2 separate regions of the Mus musculus genome follow, and region 1 is linked to region 2. A link is a contact called in public Hi-C data. All regions are on one chromosome and are shown on one strand. Each heading gives the region's core, a stretch centred on a gene start, on an enhancer-like site or on the middle of the called end of the contact. The rest is flanking DNA. Distances are from core to core; before and after follow the strand shown. Region 1 has its middle 41 kb from the start of Actbl2. Region 2 has its middle 64 kb from the start of 4930526H09Rik.

Evidence for each region. Hi-C and Micro-C count contacts between places; a contact is called where the count stands out from the background.
Region 1: a Hi-C map of extraembryonic endoderm stem cells shows a contact between it and region 2, with 2.7 times the contacts expected there. The contact joins two enhancer-like sites. A contact is called at or near these places in 3 of 484 Hi-C or Micro-C datasets (cerebral cortex, cortical neurons and extraembryonic endoderm stem cells), 3 of 115 datasets of contacts at active chromatin or transcription factors (large pre-B cells, pancreatic cancer cells and stem cell-derived neural progenitor cells) and 1 of 9 other capture datasets (embryonic stem cells).

What each region holds. Positions count from the first base shown.
Region 1 is chr13:111,292,990-111,299,064 of GRCm38.p6, reverse strand. No RefSeq gene overlaps it. Among named protein-coding and RNA genes, the nearest start is that of Actbl2, 41 kb to the right of the region's middle. Within about 2 kb of position 3,819, at least 19 of the 459 cell types and tissues checked have an H3K27ac peak or open chromatin away from gene starts, as enhancers often do. A contact at or near this core is called in extraembryonic endoderm stem cells and pancreatic cancer cells, where this site is marked.
Region 2 is chr13:110,965,479-110,970,868 of GRCm38.p6, reverse strand. No RefSeq gene overlaps it. Among named protein-coding and RNA genes, the nearest start is that of 4930526H09Rik, 64 kb to the right of the region's middle. Within about 2 kb of position 3,473, at least 131 of the 459 cell types and tissues checked have an H3K27ac peak or open chromatin away from gene starts, as enhancers often do. A contact at or near this core is called in extraembryonic endoderm stem cells and pancreatic cancer cells, where this site is marked.

The DNA of each region.
Region 1 (6,075 bases), core at 2,570-5,069, 330 kb before region 2:
ATGAGTAAGCCCATCGAAACATCGGCTATCTTTGAGTTTGGAAAAAATATAATAAACAGCAATAATAATAATAACAAGAAGACTGCAAAAACCCAGCAAGAAGAATAAGGACAGGTTAGTAGATGATGGACTTTTGGGAGGAGGTGGGTCTTGGCCTATACTTTTGTTGTGGTCCAGGAGGCACCTGTACAACACAGTGATGAGCCTGCAGCATATTGTCCTTGGGCTCAAGGTCTGGTTCACAGAGGTATTCAAGCCATCTTATAAGACCAAGAATTCCATGAAGTTGTTTCCTATACACACAGAGGGAGAAGGAAGTGGGCACACACTGTCTTATCATGTTCTTGTCATACAGAAAGAGACAGATGGAAAATGAGGGGTTTAAGATAACCCTTGGACTGGGCACATCTGGATATAAATGCATTCTTTAATTAAGCCTCAGACGTTCTGGAGTGAGTTATCTACTTTTCTGAACTCTGAGGTGTTATTGTGAGGGGCTAGGAAGGCAGGTTACATGCATCAGAGCATAGAGCTGCATTTGGAAACATCTAGCTGGGGTACCTCCAAGGAGGTCGAATGAAGACCGTTTACTTTCCATCTTGTGAACCCATTTGACCTTACACATTTGCATGGTCATATCCTTAAAATATGAATTTTGAAACCACAGTCTTTCCTATTTGTTTAAAGCATTCCAACTCAAGTAAAAAGGTGTGTTTATAAACCGGAGAGTTTTCTACGGGAAGAACCTTCTCCTAGCCTGATTCCTACATTTCTCCCAACCTGCTCCACCTTCATGTTTCTCTGGCTGTTTCTAAATAGAGACGGTATCAACTCTTTAAACTTTAAAGAAGTATTTATTTTTCTATTTCCTTTTTTAAATTACCAAATACCTCATTAAGAAACCCTATTTCTGTTATTTTGCTAAATGTGTTGACATGCCAAACAGTCTACTTTGTATTTATAAGTGCAGGTTAGCACTGCTTTCAAGTTTAATCAGAAAAGCTTTTTTTTTTTTGCAGAGAGTAAGGGTTAATGCAGAGACTCCTAAATGGTCAAGTTGCTGAAAACAAGCTCATTCATAAATGGGACATCTATGTTACTTATGTCCCCCAAGGCTCAGAGAACATGGCTGAAGAAGGGGCAGAACGAATGTAAAAGCCAGAGGTTCAGGAAGAGTGCTCAGAAATGCTGTGTTCCTCACTTAAGGCTGTGGCACTCATAGAATCACAGGCGCTGTGGTTAATTGCACAGGATGTGTGAAAGATTGGGCGTGTCAACATTTCCTTGTGGACTGGGGAGGGGCTTAATAGGCCTTACCATTACTAAGGATCTATTGGCATTTGGTGGCTACTGGGGGTGGGGTGGGGGAGGAATCGTTTTTTCTTTGGGGATGCGCTAGGTGGTAGGGTGCCCATCCTTGGTGAATGGTCCTGCACCCACGTGCACATGAATGTGGGAGGATGATGTTTTGGGAGGAGGAATCTGGTGTCGGGTGTGGGTAGGAGTTGAGGATGGATATGATGAGGACACTGTGTATATGGGTGAAATTGTCAAAGAATAAATAGAAAATATTCTTATAAAATGTGAACATGTATTTTATAACACCCAAATTTGAGTGGAAACATTAAAATATTTAAAAATAATATTTTATTAAATCTTAGAGGATTTCATATGTGCATACAAGATATTTTGAGCACATTTACTTCTTCACACTCCTTCCCCACTTCTTCCTAGAGCCACTCCCAACTCCACCCTCTTCTTCTTCTTCTTCTTCTTCTTCTTCTTCTTCTTCTTCTTCTTCTTCTTCTTCTTCTTCTTCTTCTTCTTCTTCTTCTTCTTCTTCTTCTTTCTTCCTCTTCTTCTTCTTCTTCTTCTTCTTCTTCTTCTTCTTCTTCTTCTTCTTCTTCTTCTTCTTCTTCTTCTTCTTCTTCTTCTTCTTCTTCTTCCTCTTCTTCTTTCCCTTCTTCCCTTCCCTTCCCTTCCCTTCCCTTCCCTTCCCTTCCCTTCCCTTCCCTTCCCTTCCCTTCCCTTCCCTTCCCTTCCCTCCCCTCCCCTCCTCCCCTCCCCTCCTCTCCCCTCCCCTCTCCTTCCCTTCTCAGCCAGTGCCAACCTGATTTTCTCATGTGCTGTAACCATATTTTAAAAATTTAAAGTTTCTGGCTTAGAGGGAAGATTCTCTCTAGCTTCTGTGATTCATCTAATATTTCACTAGTGTTTGTATCACGAGTCTAAAGAGCAGATACACACATTAAATTAATCAGATGTAAGGAGCTGTGAGGTCGTCCCCCAAAGGGTAAGAGTAGCAACCCTTCAGCTTGTTACTATGTGAATTCCTCCCTGTGTTCTAGACAGTAGACTTCCATACAACTTTAGTGCAAAATAATGGTGCAGAAGTCTTAAATTAATTAACATTTCAAATTTCTGAGACCACTGACAATACAATTTTATTTGCCTCGGGGGTATAACTGAAGAAACAGATATGTATCGCAGAGACCACTAATTCAAAAAGCAGCTTTAACCCCAACTGTCTGTAGGATAGGTCATGGAGGTTTTGTTTCTTTCTTCAGTTAAGAAAATGAGCCCCAGAAGCTGAAGGGTTCCCTAAAGAGAATGGCAGAGCTATGTTCATAATCAGGTTTCCTGTGTCTCAAATTTATGTTGATGGTCTATTGTACTCAAGTCTATGAAACATGGACTTCAATAGGTCCATGGGGACGTTTGAGTCATTTCCCATAAAGATCAACCCTCACTTTTGGAACTGTGCTGGCCAAGCTTTGTTCTGTATGCATGTGCAGCTTATCACAGTGGCTTGTGTTTCTGTTGCTCTTTTCTCTGAGAAAGGCCAGGCGTGTTTTAGATACTCGTGTCTAATCAGCTCTGATAGCAGGTTATTGACACAGAGGACCGTGAGGCTTGTTTGGCACTTGCCTGTGACTGTGAGGTCACCTGCTCCTTCTGGTGTTCCTGGAGCAAGTGTGGGCCTCTGACCTGCCACTGCTGGTATGTGCTGTTGGTTTTCTCTTGTCCTTAAAATCGTGCTCACATGTCCCTGGCTGCTGATGCCTTGGTGGTCACCCCGTTCATGCAGATTGATCAGAATAGGAGCACACACTTGTCTTACTCTTCAGTTTCTACTGGACAGCATCACTTTGATTCCTAGATCTAACTTATTTTGTTCCAGGACCTCTCAGATTTCATTTCTATTGAAATAATCTACCTATTCATTGCAGTTCAGTGATTTTTTTGTCCCCTCTCACCCCTAAATATAGCAAGAAAGCTCTTCTTTTTCACACCCCCTACCCTGCTATCTTATTTCATCAACTTTCCTCTTTCAGTGGTCAGGCTGCTTCTTTGTTTGATTTGATCACTTCTCCATTGTATATATGCCCCTGACTTCAGTAGCTTTATTTACATGTTCATTTCATATGATTTATATCTGTTTTGGGTTGTTATTGCTTTATATTGTTCTATGTGTTTTTTACAACTTAAAGACAAGAGATAACTCAACTAGGATCAAGTTTTTTTTTTCATGGAAGTCATAGACTTACATAAATCTGAATGGATCTTAGCTTCCTGATGGCTTCCCTAGTTGTGATGCAATCAGACAGCAAGGAAAGCAAAAATCATCTCCCAGCCTTACCTTCCTACTACACCACCTTTCTGACCTAGGGCCTCATGTTGGGACAACTGGCTTCCACATGAAGTCCGATGGATGCTGTCCCAGGCCTGTGCTTCTTTTGCTTGAGCAGTGCATCTCTAGCCTCCCAGGCACGGCTCACAACGTTCTTTATTGTTTTTCCTTTCTGCGATGAGATAAGGTATTAACAATCCATATTGATTCTGGAACTAGTTTCTGTAATGTAAATAACACTTATCTGAGAAACTGTGTGCTAATCACAAAAAAATGTGGTCATGTGAGCTCTGGAGTGTAAAACATTCCCTAATCAGATGTCTGTGGAGGTTTTTGTTCTCTCTCTCTCTCTCTCTCTCTCTCTCTCTCTCTCTCTCTCTCTCTGTGTGTTTTAATTCAGGGCTTTGTGAAAAATATTCCCCCTTTTTAAAGTAATAAAAAATACTGTGTTTATTCCCCCAGTGTGTCTGTGTGTCTGTGTGTGTGCTTGTGTATGCAAGTATGAATGTGTATGAGTGTATTCACCCTATGACACGTATATGGGAGTCAGAGGACATCTTGTACAAGAGGTTTTCTATTCATACCAAGTAAGTCCCAGGCATAGAACTTAGGCTTGGTGGCAAGCATCTTTACCTGCTGAGCCATCTTGCTGGCTCTTAGTGAGAAAGTCCGATTCAAAGGAGGACAATGGCATTCCTTCTGCTTTAATTCCTATGCAACACTGGCAAAACTCTTCTCTGCTGTCTGTCTCCCTGTTGGAGAACCAAGATCCTGATTATCTTGTTTACCAAGTGTTACACTGAGTGCAACTTCTAGCACAATAGACAGGCTTTATAAGGTCTCAGAAGCCCAAAGAGTCCACATGGCTGGTGTCAGGGTCCCAGATCACTCCTGACAGGACATAGATGTTCAGCCTCTCCTTACTTCTTAAACTTTCTAGCTACTCGAATGAACATGAGACCCAGTGGCTTACCCTCTGTCTTAGAGTTTTATTGATGTGAAAAGACCCCATGACCAATGCAATTTTTATATAAGGGACAACATTTAATTGGGGCTGGCTTACAGTTTCAGAGGTTCAGTCCATTATCATCATGACAGGAAACATGGCAGCATGCTGGAGAAGGAGCTGAGAGTTCTACATCTTATTCTGAAGGCAGCCAGGATGAGACTGGCTTTTCTGCACTGGGCAGAGCTTGAGCACATAGAACCCTCAAAGCCTACCTACCCAGGAACACACTTCCTCTAAAAAGGTCACACCCACTCCAACAAGGCCACACCTCCTAATAGTGCCACTCCCCAGGCCAAGGATATTCTAACTACCACCTCTCTAACCCATGGGATCCAAAAGAAGCAAAGGGACAGTCACACACCCTGTGACTAACTGCACAGCGTTAGATAGGGAACCTTCTGCTGTTCCTTTTTTGATAAATATATTTTAATAACGAGTTGGAAAACTGACTTTACGTGTGAAATTCTCAAGTCTTCATAGCATGCATACAGCAGTGTTGTTGTATGTGAGTGGGCCCATCAGTTCTCCTTCCAAGCATGAACTCTAATCAGTATCTAGAGGGATCATGTGTTCTCATAAACAAGTCATGTTAGCACCTTCCAAAGCTATCACTTGGGCTTAAGGGGACCACACTAGCCATTAGTAAATTCTTATGAGGAAACACCTGGAAGAAAGCATACAAAGAAGTGAGGTCACCTTGGCCATGCAAACTTCTTGCTCCACTGAATGTAGCCACCGTCATGGTTGGGTGCCCAAGGCAGAACCTCTGTTACTGGGTCTAAGAGCATCACTGAGCTTATGAGGAGCCTCAGCATAGTTTCTGAAGTCTCTCTGACATAGTGCCATCTTTCAGAACTGGTTCTCCCCTGATTCTCCCTCTGATAAGCCCCCAGTCTAGTCAGTGAGAACCTAACTCGCTGTTATCACTATGTGATGGACCTGAAATGACTCCCTCTGCTACTTCTGTTTAGTTTGCTCTACAGTCTCATGTCATGGAACCTCTGGTACAAATACAACCTCATCAAAGGTGTACTGTTGTGTTGGGTAGGGAGAGGCACTATGTCAGGGCAGACACAGAGCCTAGGTTTTGCCAGTTCTTTCTTCCTCAACAGAGGTTTCTTCTTTCTTTCTTTTTAAAGTGTGTGTGTGTGTGTGTGTGTGTGTGTGTGTGTACATGAATGTGAGTGTGTGCCTATGAAGGCCAGAGAAGATGAGGACACTTGGTTTCGATGGAGCTGGGGTCACAGGCTGTTATAGGCCACTGGAACACCATTCCTCTGTGAGAGCATCAAGCACTCTTAACCAATGAGCCACTTGTCCAGTTCCCATCGCCAGAGGGTTCTTTCTCTCCATGGCAGATATCTGTTCTCTCATGCCTCTTTTGTCTCCTTCACCCCACCACCCTCATGCATTTTGTGCTTTGAGAATGCCCCAC
Region 2 (5,390 bases), core at 2,224-4,723:
AACGCTAGCGAAGAAAACCCTCGTGGTTTCCACAGTTCCCTTTCCTGGACTTCAATGATGAGACACTGAAAACTGTCATTAACCCTGACAGTGGAGTCCAGTGCTAACTGCTAATGGAGACTGGTGAATTCTCTGGCTAACCCTCAAGCCACCTTTTTTTCTAAGTATTTCTTTTTTGAGACAAGATTTCATAGAGCTCACAGCTCTATGTAGCCGAAGGTGACCTTGAACTCTTGATCTTTTTGAGCTCAGGCTGGCCTTGCATCTACTATGTAGCTGGAGATGGCCTTGAATTCTTGATCTTCCAGCCTCTAACTCCTGTGTGATAGGCTATAGGCCTGTGCAACTGTACTCATCCCCAGCTTTGTTTCTGAATTTCTGCTGGAGCTGCTCACATATTCCTGGAAGCTGGCACCTGACTGAGAAGCCTAAACTTGCTGGATTGAGCATGAGTGTGCAGTAGAAAGTGGATAAAGAGAAAAAATTATAGATTAAATAACCACACCCATGTGGTACGTGGGTTGTACAGTTTTGCATTCTTTCCTTTCCATCCTTTCACCATGAGTAGAGAAGTACAATTTAACCCATATGCCATTTTAAAGTCACCTTCTAGTAAGTCATAATCAGACGAGAACTTGAACATGACGTTAGAAGCAGAAACCAACTTGCTGAGAAATCATCCGGGCTTCCCCCAACAGTCATTTGAGTGGGTTTTTAGAAAAGTAGAAAATTTCCAATTCTAGACAGACTCTGGTTTTCAAATCTTTCCCATAGTCCTTCAAATATTGAGTCTTAGGTCCAGCTGCTCTCCTCATTATTGACATACTTTGTCTTGTGCCCTGGGAAATCAAAGTTTCATTCCAACCTGGATATAGATAAGGGCCCACTAAGTCAGACATAACTGTGAGGCAGGTTTGGGGGACTGGAGTTGGTAGCCATCTGCACACCCTAGAAAGATGCAGCATTGAAGATGATTAAGTGGAGAGAGCAAGGAAGGAACTGTCAAAGACAACATCTTTCTGATGTGTATGGTGATTTCACGGTGGACCTCTGCAGCTGGTGTGTGTGTCAGGGGAGGAGGATGAGAAAGGAGCTATAATAGACTTTGTACAGTGACTGGCTTGAAATTAAGAATCCCTATTAGCCCTAGCTCTGCCGGTGAAGTATGAAGCCTAAGGCATGTCAGTTCCCATCTTATTTTAAAAGCAAATAGATGAAGTAATTTATGCATCGATCTAGTGCTCTTTTCTTTGTTAGAAACTTCGTGATGAAACAGAAATGACACATTTTAGAGCAGAAGAGATCTTACAGTTGTATGCTCTATGGCCTGGTCTAGTGATATTCCTTAGTTTCTTATTCATAAACGGAAGAGAACAAAGGCCAGAAAGTTGTTATAAAAGGACAGCCAGCATCACAAACACTTTCCAAGGTTCCAGAATATAGATGACTGTAACCAGGAAGATCACCATATCCAATGGTGCCATGACCTAGTCTGAAATAGACACATGTTGGAGAGTGACAATTGCTGTGACGAGACTCTATGACTACCCAACTCTTATAAAGGAAAACATTTAATTGGGGCTGCCTTACAGTTTCTAGGTTAAGTCCATTTTCATCATGGCAGGAAGCATGGCAGCATCTGGGCAGGTGTGGTGCTGGGGAAGTAGCTGAGAGTTCTACATCTGGATCTGAAAGCACCAGGAAGAGAAAGAGACACTGGGTTTGGCTTGAGCATTTGAAACTTCGAAGCTACCTCCAGTGTGGCACACCTCCTCAACAAGGCCATGCCTCCTAATAGTACCACTCCCTCTGCACCTATGGAGGCCCTTTTCATTCAAACCACCACACAGGGGGCAGTGCTAGATTCACTTCTGTCCCTGGTGATAAATAGCCTGGTGTCTATGTAACTAAAAATAAAATAACGCAAACCTCTGGCTTGGTCTTTGAATAGAAAACTGATGCCACAGGCTTAAAAACATTATCAGCAGTTTGGGTTCCATTGCACCATATGCCTCAATCCAACTCTGTGGCCTGGAGAACGTCACTTGGAGAACGTCACTTGGCCCTCTTGGCTCTGCTAGGAAGTTCTCCTAGTGGAGGAGAAGGCGACAGCATGTGTCTGGCTGCTTCAATCCTGCCCGGGAAGTGCAAAGCCCCATCGGCTTAAAGGGATTGAAGAATGACTTCTTTGGATGATCTTCCTGGCGCTCTTGGACTCCTGTGTTGAGAACTGAGGGGTGAGGATTAGGGAGAAGCTCCAAAGACATTGGCTTAAGCTCATTGCCACTGTTTTGGCCAATTTAAGCACGTGTAGGAAAAACAGAGAAATAAATCCATATGGTATTACATTTTCACCAACAACGAACTACTCCTGTTTATAAGAAAAATGACCTTTAGGTAAATTTGATGCCTGGGAATCACCTGAAGAAAGATTATTTTTTTGAAAGCTGTTGTGCCTGTGTGAGCCAAGAGTACTTCACGGCTATGAATTTGACAATTCAGTCTCCACAAAGCAACTGTTTGATCCTAGCAGTGATTGGAACTCTGTCCTCTAGAGGGCAGGAATGTACCAGATTTAAAGAACATGGAGGCTTGCACTGTGCTAGGGAGGAGCCAAATGCCCTGCTTACACTGTGTGAAAGAGGAAGGGAGGGAAAGAGATTACCCTAAACTAGTCTCTTAGACTAGGAACAGTAGGAAATCTTGTCTTGAATATTGAATAAGGTATTTTTAAATTGATGTGTTTTATTTTTTTTTTTCTTGGTTTATCTTGGCTTTCCTCTGCACCAACCCAGCTGGTCCTTGTTTTCATTTTTGTAGTTTTGTTTCGTTTTTCTTCAGATTTTGTACTTTGTATTCTAGGTTGGACATGAACTCACTATGTTGTTCAGGATAACCTCAAATTCCTGATGGCCCCGCCCCCACCTCCCACATGTTGGAATTATATGCATGTACCCACCACGCCCAGCTAAGAAATTCTTACAATGATTAAGCACCTTTTAGCTGAGACATTAACAGTAGAAGTAAGTTTCCTTGGCACAGCCCTTTCAGAGCGTGGGGAGACCAAGCCTGGAGCAGGGAATGGTGTCTTTTAACTCATTCTACAGATCCTGAGTAGCCTAACACAGGAGGATGCTCTGCAGATTAATCAGAAACTGAACATAAAAAGATCACTTGGGATGTTAAAACATAAGAACTGTCAGTCAAGATCTCTGGGATTGGCAGTCTGAGAGTCTTAGAAGGCCTTTTCTCCCATGCCATGGCTTTTCAGTTAACCCAGTGCTAGATGCTCTTTGTCTCCCTTGGAGAGAAATTGCCTTGAGAATATGCTTCATGTTGGCAGAGGGATTGCACAGGGAGGTTTAAACAGCAGGCTGCCGAGAGTCCAGGACATGTTGAGGCATAACCTGCTGCCGGTGGACCATGCTGCTCCAGGCGTGACCTGGGAGTTACCGGCAGAGTTTCACACCATTGTTCCTGCTGCTCTGCTTGCTCTCCAAGGAGAGGAAGGCTTACACCACAGCTTTCCCAGGGTCCAGACACTTGCCAGCAGCTGACCCATCAGGAAATGGCCTCTCCCCTCTTCCTTCCCACATTCCTTCCTTCCTGAGCTTCCCCAGTCCAAGGTGTGGCCGCGCGCCCAGAAGATCTGCTCTGCTTGATTGACAAGCAAACAAAACCTTCCTCTTAGATAAGCAAGATCACAGGTCTGTAGGAAATCTATTTGTTTCTGGATGGAGCTTGTCTGCTCTCGCTGTCTCAATAGCTACAGTGCTGACTTCATAGTTTCTTATCATATCTTTAGGATGTGTGGAACAGTAAATCCTAAAACAATGAGCTCTGCTTTGTAACATTTTTTTTAACAGGCTAATTCACAGTGAAATACTACACTTTGTTCTACAGAGTTTATGGTGGTCTCCCTTGGAGTCCTTAGCCATTTGTACTGTGCAATAAGAAAGACTAGAAGAGAGATTTCCTTTTTGAACTTTCTTTTTAATTTAGTTCTTTAGAAATTTGTTATTCCTGACAAGAGCTGGGAATTCAGGAAAGGGTGCCCCTTGCCACTTTTGGGGAGAATCTTTTTAACACAGATGCAACCCAAGAGAGAATGACAGAAAACTGTGCAATATTTTGGCTCAACAAGGTTGTCCCTTGACTTTTACATTTGTGTAAATGGAGAGCCTTCTTGGGATTTTTTTTCTTTGTTGCCTCTTGTATGGCTCTAGGTAAACCTGTGTGTGTAGGTATGCATGTGTGTGCATGTGTGTGTGTATGCATAAAAGGACCAAAGGTAAACTACTTCCAGATTCATTTTAAAGCTGATGCCTACCCTAAGATCATTTAAGGAAGAGCAAACATGTTTCTTCTTTTTAAAAGAATTTTTAAAACATTTTTTTAATTGTTCGCAACGGTTATCACTAATATCAGGTCTAGGAAAAGAGTATCTGCAGCAGACATATTGTTTCATGTTTTATTTCCCAGATGGACAAAAGGGAGATATATACATAGAAGGGGTTGATAGCAATCTCCAGAACGGCCTGTTCGTAGCCTGCAAGATAGGTATTGTTATCCACGTTGATCAAATGAGAAAACTGGTGCTTGGGCAGGTGAGTGAATTGCTATATTTACTCAGCATGTAAAGTAGGATTAGTAATCGAATCCATGATCTCAGATTTCATGTTTTGCTTCTTTAAGAGTACGTTTATTTTTACTATGATGTTTTAAAATGAGCATCTGTAACATGTGACCAGGAACTCAACTTTTCCCTCCTCTCAGTGTCCAAACTAGAGCTGTCTATTCAGCATGAAGATGTTTTCTGTGGTTGTGGTGGTTTGGCTAGGTATAGTCCCAGAGATTCATGTGTTTGAATCCTTGGCCATAGGGAGTGGCACTATTAGAAGGTTTGGCTTTATTAGAGGAGTGTGGCCTTGCTATAGGAAATGTGTCACTGTTGAGGCAGACATGAGGTCTTAAATGTTCAAGCTACTCCCAGTGTGAAACATATTCAGGCTCCTAGCTGCTTTCAGATTAAGATGTAGAACTCTCAGCGCCATATCTGCCTGCATGCTGCCATGTTTCCCACCACAATGGACTGAACCTCTGAAACTGTAAACCAGCCCCAATTAGTTGTTTTCCTTTATGAGAGTCACCATGGTTGTGGTGTATTTTCACAGCAATAAAACCCTTCAAATATACAAGACAACGTGACATGTGGCCAAACAAAGAAAAGCACTAGGGTCAGTATATTTGTGGCTTAATTTTCTGGTTGTAGTTAGAGAATTTTAAGAAAGTTTATATTAGACTCCTTTCTTCCTCTTTTAAGAAAGGAAGGAAGGAAAGAAGGAAGGAAGGGAGAGAGAGAGAGAGAGAGAGAGAGAGAGAGAGAGAAC